Regions from separate parts of the Drosophila melanogaster genome. Here region 1 is linked to region 2. A link is a contact called in public HiChIP or PLAC-seq data. All regions are on one chromosome and are shown on one strand. Each heading gives the region's core, a stretch centred on a gene start, on an enhancer-like site or on the middle of the called end of the contact. The rest is flanking DNA. Distances are from core to core; before and after follow the strand shown. Region 1 holds the start of Hmgcr (HMG Coenzyme A reductase). Region 2 holds the start of Pex11c (Peroxin 11c).

Region 1 (2,840 bases), core at 49-2,548, 470 kb before region 2:
CATATCCATATATATATATATTATAGTTGTGCATCGTTTCTGTCGCTGCCAGATGTCGCCCATTTCGATTTTGGTAAATTGGTAAAGTGGGGAACAGGCCAAGGAAATCAACTGCTACATCGAGAAAGTAGTAGTACTTTCTTTCTACCAAAAACGCACAGTGGCGTCAGGAAATGAAAAGAAATGTTGACAGCGCAGCAGGATGTTACAGTAAACTCTGGCCGATTTGGTTCAAGTGTTTTTTTTACTGCGAAGGACGCACAAAATAGGCGACATCTGTGCAATATTACTCAAAAAGAAGGCATTTACATACTGTAAAATGCAGTACAATTCGGTTGATATATTTCGTTTATGTACAAATCCATACAAATGTTGAATCTTCCAATTCAATAGCTTTTTGAGTTCCAAATTCTCTATCAGCTCGAAAGTAATTTAATTATCGTTTCTTTACCCAACGCTCCTGTGCTCAAGTGGCTTTTGCTTTTCAAAGAGAAAGTTGTCCAACACCCATTGCAAGCCAAGAACTTTTAATAGACGGCGGCGACGTGGTGCCCACTGAGTGATAAGATTGGGGAGCCCCAATTGCATAACTGTCTACTAACCAAATAGTGGGATACAATGTACAACCAATTATGCAGTTCTCAATGGAACGCGATCGTATCCAATGGGAACCGCTGGCCCAATCAGTAGGGCCATGCTGCTTGGAATTTCGAAGCCAAAAGGGGGAACCTCGTCGGGCAGAGTAGTGACCCCCAAAAAGTCGAAAATAGAACCCAGAACTAACCTTGCTTTTCGACGAGGAATCGATCGTTTGCTTGGAGATCGGTGACAAATAGTTGACACGCGCCTTAATCCACAAAAGAAATGCTAATGAGGATCTCTTTTGGCGGAGTGCGGTTTCCAGTTGGAGCGGTCGTTGTGGTCGCTAACTAGTTCTTCTCAGTTTGTCAACTTTCTGCGAACAAATCCACATAGTTTCTTGCACGACGCGTTGTTTGGCTTACATTTATATAACCACTAATTGCGGCACTTTCGTTCGCGAAATTCGATTGCTACTTTATTTGGCTAACAAATAGTTAAATGTGCAAAACACACGACAGCTTTACTTTTTTTTAGTTAGTTCAGGGCGCACACTCGAGTTGTTGTATTTGGTTTTGTTGGCAGTGCTGCTGTGGCCCGGTTAAATATCGATATTCTCGCGGATCGGGCTAACTGGCTAATTGGCTGCGCGGCGACTCTCTGCCAAGTGGAATCCTGGAGTGCGGAAATATAAACTGTTTCGCTGCGAGCTCCAAAACGAATTGAAACGTTGTTTCTTCCGCGTACACAACTTCACGCAGAAACAGCTGTTCGGTTAGTGTGACCAGACGGTGAGTACAACGTAAGCCCAAGCCCCGCAGCTGTTGTTATCGAATGAGTCATCGAGTAGTTTCTAGGCACTGAAATAATATCATAAATAATGCTTTCCATGTGATATAAAAATAAAAAATACAGCCATTTGTTATTATGTAAGCCTTTTTTAGTTCATAAATAAATTTTACATAAAAATTCGCCCAAAAATACAAAATACCAAAATAAGCTAAAAAAAAACAAACGGCCACACAAGCGATCTGTCAATGTGACAGCTGCGTCGGCGATTGTGATTTGCAATTTTTGTAGTTTGGGAATACATTAAACATTACATTTGAAATTAATTCAACACAAAGCGCAGTTGCGATGTCCAATCCTCAGCCTAATGTCACCGCCTATCTGGCGACCCAGAAGAAGACCACCAACAAAGAACTCGCCGCCGAATGGACGCTCATCGAGGAGCTCTACAATGAAAAGTTAGATCTGGGCTTTAAATTTCAATTTTCCTCTTGTAATACAATTATTTTACAGACTCTGGAATGAGCTGACCATCAAACTGGTGACCTTTGTGCGCCACGAATCCTTGCAGGACGAAACTGCGCTGCTGCAGCTCTACCAGAATTTCCTGTCCACCTTCGAGACCAAGTGAGTCGGCTTCTGCAAATGACTCGGCAGAATCTAATGTATTGTATTTGCAGAATAAACCCCTATGGCCTCATCCAGATTCTCGAGGTGGTGGTTGACAACATCGGTGACAAGAAGGAGGCCATCGAGTTCTTGGAGAAGATGAAGGACAAGGTGAAGATCTGCGACGAGGCCGTTTGGTATCTGCAGGTGATGCAGGGTAATCTGTACCTCAGCAACCTGAACGATCTGAATGCCACCAAGAAGATCATCGAGGAACTGCGTGATGTCCTAGAGGAAGCGGGTAATGTGACGCCCGTTCACGGCAAATACTACATGCTGGCATCCCAGTATTATCGGCGAGTGGGCAAGCACAGCGATTACTACCGATGTGGCCTACAGTTTCTGGGCTGCTCCATGGATGAGTACCCCCGTGATCAATGGGCCCAGCAGGCATTCTTCTTGGGTCTGGCTGCTCTCTTGGGCGATGGTGTCTACAACATAGGCGAATTGCTGGCTCATCCCATTCTTGAGTCGCTTAAGGGCACGGAAAATGAGTGGCTCATGGAACTTCTTAAAGCCTTCAACACGGGCGATATTAACAAGTGTGTAGTAATAGCAATTTAATATCTGCAGTAACTAACACTTTCTATTATTCCTTTGCAGGTTTAATGACATGAAGAAAATCTGGTCCAAGATTCCCGATTTGGCTGCCCAGGAGGTCAAGTTGCGCCAGAAGATCTCCCTCCTTTGCCTCATGGAGATGACCTTCAAGCGCTCAGCCATCGAGCGAGCCATCTCCTTTACCGACATCGCGCAAGAGACCAAACTGCCCGCCAAGGAAGTGGAACTGCTTATCATGAAGG
Region 2 (3,047 bases), core at 194-2,693:
ATGAGACGCAGTGTGGCTCTCGCACCTGAGATCCTTGAGCTGGCGGTGGCGTATCGCTTGGCTAGTTCCGGATTCCGCTTGGCATGGTAGCCAGCCACCAGTTTGGCACTGTAGCACAATGCCTTCATCACCTGAAATAGGTATTTAATTTCATATATGTAATAATTGTTCTGCGCAATTCGTTAAGCCGTGTGTTTGCTCTATCACGAGAGTTGGCATCGCTGTTTACCTTTGCCTCTACCTGACCCCAATCGCCAGTCAGCCCTGCAATTTGTGGAATTGCTTGGTTGTCACAAACAGATAAAATACTATCAGCGATAAAAAGAATACAACGAATGCCACAATCATCTCGTGTGATGGCCGCCAGTGGAGTGCTCCTGGTCGTCCGTCCTGGCCGGAATGAGTTGTGGGTGGTTTCATTGTTTACCCATTAATGGTTCAGTTTGCTTGCTTTGCCATCAATGAATTAGTTATGCAATTCGGAGGAATACTAATGTCGCTATACGACTAATTTATGTAAATATCCTATAGTATTTCCAAAGTTCGTGACCACCCCATTCGCTGTTTACAGCCACATAATATATTATATTATATTTTCAAATGGTTATCAAGTATAACAAATTATTTGTTCTAATTAATAAATCTAAAATACTTTGAACAATATTTTATCGTATTCAAGGTTCGATTTTTCTATTAAAATAGAGATACACTATACAAGATTCCCTCTTTGTCTGCACTGTATACACCCCTTGTAGGGGTATATAAACTCGCGATGGTGGAAATGTGTGGATCGCGTGTCTCCTGATGGGCGGCAGTCCAAACAAACCTTTCGTTCATAACGAATTATCCGCTTTATCTGGTAGCGGCTTAAAGGTTTGCCGGCTATAGTATTGAGCATTATCTTGACTCGATCGCCGCCGAACTGCGACTGATAAGCGAAAAGCGAAATACAAAATCCATTGCGAATCAGAAAGAAGTAAGGCAAGGTCCAAACTGCTGTGGCTTCCTTGTTCGAGACCCAAAGACCAATGCCAACATCGATGCAGCAACAACATGGAAACCTGTTGGTTCAGTTTCGATTTCAAGCGAGCCCCTCAATGGACCAGTCCAAAAAGGAAATAGAAACCAGTCAAAATGCCACGATGCATTTTTTTAAATTTGCGCATACGAATTGGGAAAAACACTCGGTTCAAACGTAAACAAACAGGTGTGTTTTCAATTAATTGGAAATTTACTCGGCTGTGCGGCTCTTCTATGTTACCTTATCTCGCCCGCCATAGGAATCGATAATATCACAGAACTCGTTCACAAACTTTGTCGTGGTGCCCATAATGGCTCGTTTTTTGAAGACCAGGTACTGTTTTATATCACGTAAAAACTCGAACTGAGATACCGCAGCGAAAATACAAGAAATTGTCAAGAGCGCTCGGGAATCCAACAACACAAACAGCTGACTTTCTTCAGTGGTGACAATAGCCAAATAAACTAGCTAAGAATAGAGAATATAATAGAGCTAAAAATAAAAAGCTAGTTAATATAAATAAAATATAATATAAATATAAGTTAAAAATGTAAAAATAAATTTAAAATTAAAATATTTCAATATCAATATTGTTATAAAAGAGAAGCCAAATAGCCATCACTGACGAAAACAATTTTGAAAGAACAGCTGTTGCAGCCGCTTAAAATCGATGAATGCACATCGATAGGACAACCCATCTCCGCTGTCAGCACTATAATCGAACGCATATCGGACGCACTGCAGGACGGGATCAGGATACGGAACAAAGCGAGGCTAACACGCAACGATGAGCCTGCCCAGCGCCAGCAACCACGCACATGCTGCATCGCCCGTCTACAGCAACAGCAATAACAACAAGTCGAGCGCGAGCAGCAAAAAGACCTCCTCCAAAAACGATTTGCTACGCTGCGCCGTGGGACTCCTGCTGAAGCAGAAAAACTACGTGGTAAGTGAATAATCTTCAAATATACAATTCCTCAGAGTGTTCAAATATTCAAACCCGTAGAGCAACGAACGATTTCGGCGGTCGGATTTTTTGCTGCTGCAAAACAAACAGCAGTTTGCTGTCAACAAAATGCTGGATACGGATTTGCACGGTGGCAATAGCTTCACCTTTTCAAATGTCCAGGTTATCACCAACAACCAGCACACTGTGGACCAGCAATTTGGTCGGTTTTCGCAGTTCGTGGAGGCCCAGGCCGAACCGCTGCGTCTGGAAATGAAGCGCTTTTATGGACCCATGCTGTGCCACTTCTATCTGGATCTGCTCAAGGCTCGCGAACCGCGTGGCGCTGTGGAGTTGTTGCGCAAATATGCTCACTTGGTGGCCCCCGTGGATATGTACGATGCACCACCACCTACCAAGATCAACGGATGCTCCACTACGGCCAATGAGTCCACTTTTAACATACGCTTCGCAAAGGAAGCCCAGGACACTGGGGACACGGAACTGGACTACTTTATGCGCCTGGTGCAAACCCTGAGTGGCTACACACGGCTGGAGGCAGCAGAGTCCGATGACACAGTGGCCCATTTTCGATCTTCGAAATACGAACTACATACTACAGCCGTAGTTGTTAATAGGATATGCGCTTATCTCCAACGACGGGGCCACGTTTTAATTATGAACCTACTCTACACCTGGTTGCATGTCCATATAGTGGAGAATGAGCAGCGCGCCTTTAGTGAGGATCACCTGCTTGGCTTGACGGATGACCTGGAAGGTGAGGATGGAGAGGACGATGTTGTTTCCAAACCAGCAGTAACCCTTAATACCCGCGGAGACATAAGACCAAGCAAATCCCTCACTGAAAAGTCGAACCGAAAACGACCCGCTGAGGAGCCAAACATTATGCTAGAAACAGACATCAAACAGGAGGTAGAAACGGATGAATCTGCAGAGCTTAGTAAATTACAACTGAATATAGACGCCTGCTTGGACACCCTTAAATCGGCCACTGAACAGATACTCAAGTCTCAGGTGGAGTTGCCGCGATTTCTCAGAATCAGTGAACGTTCTCGGGGC

Evidence for each region. HiChIP or PLAC-seq counts read pairs in DNA pulled down with a chosen protein or histone mark.
Region 1: a contact with region 2 is called in an H3K27ac HiChIP or PLAC-seq map of the Kc167 cell line, with 4 times the contacts expected there. The contact joins the promoter of Hmgcr here to the promoter of Pex11c in region 2.

Annotation. Positions count from the first base shown.
Region 1 is chr3R:23,731,782-23,734,621 of dm6, reverse strand. Hmgcr (HMG Coenzyme A reductase) reads right to left here and starts at 1,298. Exons shown (of 6, transcript NM_170089.2): 1 at 785-1,298. Rpn9 (Regulatory particle non-ATPase 9) reads left to right here and starts at 1,160. Exons shown (of 5, transcript NM_170088.2): 1 at 1,160-1,370; 2 at 1,712-1,826; 3 at 1,882-1,995; 4 at 2,049-2,579; 5 at 2,641-2,840. The coding sequence starts at 1,717.
Region 2 is chr3R:23,256,761-23,259,807 of dm6, reverse strand. It overlaps Pex11c (Peroxin 11c), which reads right to left and starts at 1,443. Exons shown (of 4, transcript NM_142880.3): 1 at 1,262-1,443; 2 at 1-131. The coding sequence starts at 1,330. It overlaps wda (will decrease acetylation), which reads left to right and starts at 1,721. Exons shown (of 5, transcript NM_142879.3): 1 at 1,721-1,967; 2 at 2,028-3,047. The coding sequence starts at 1,809.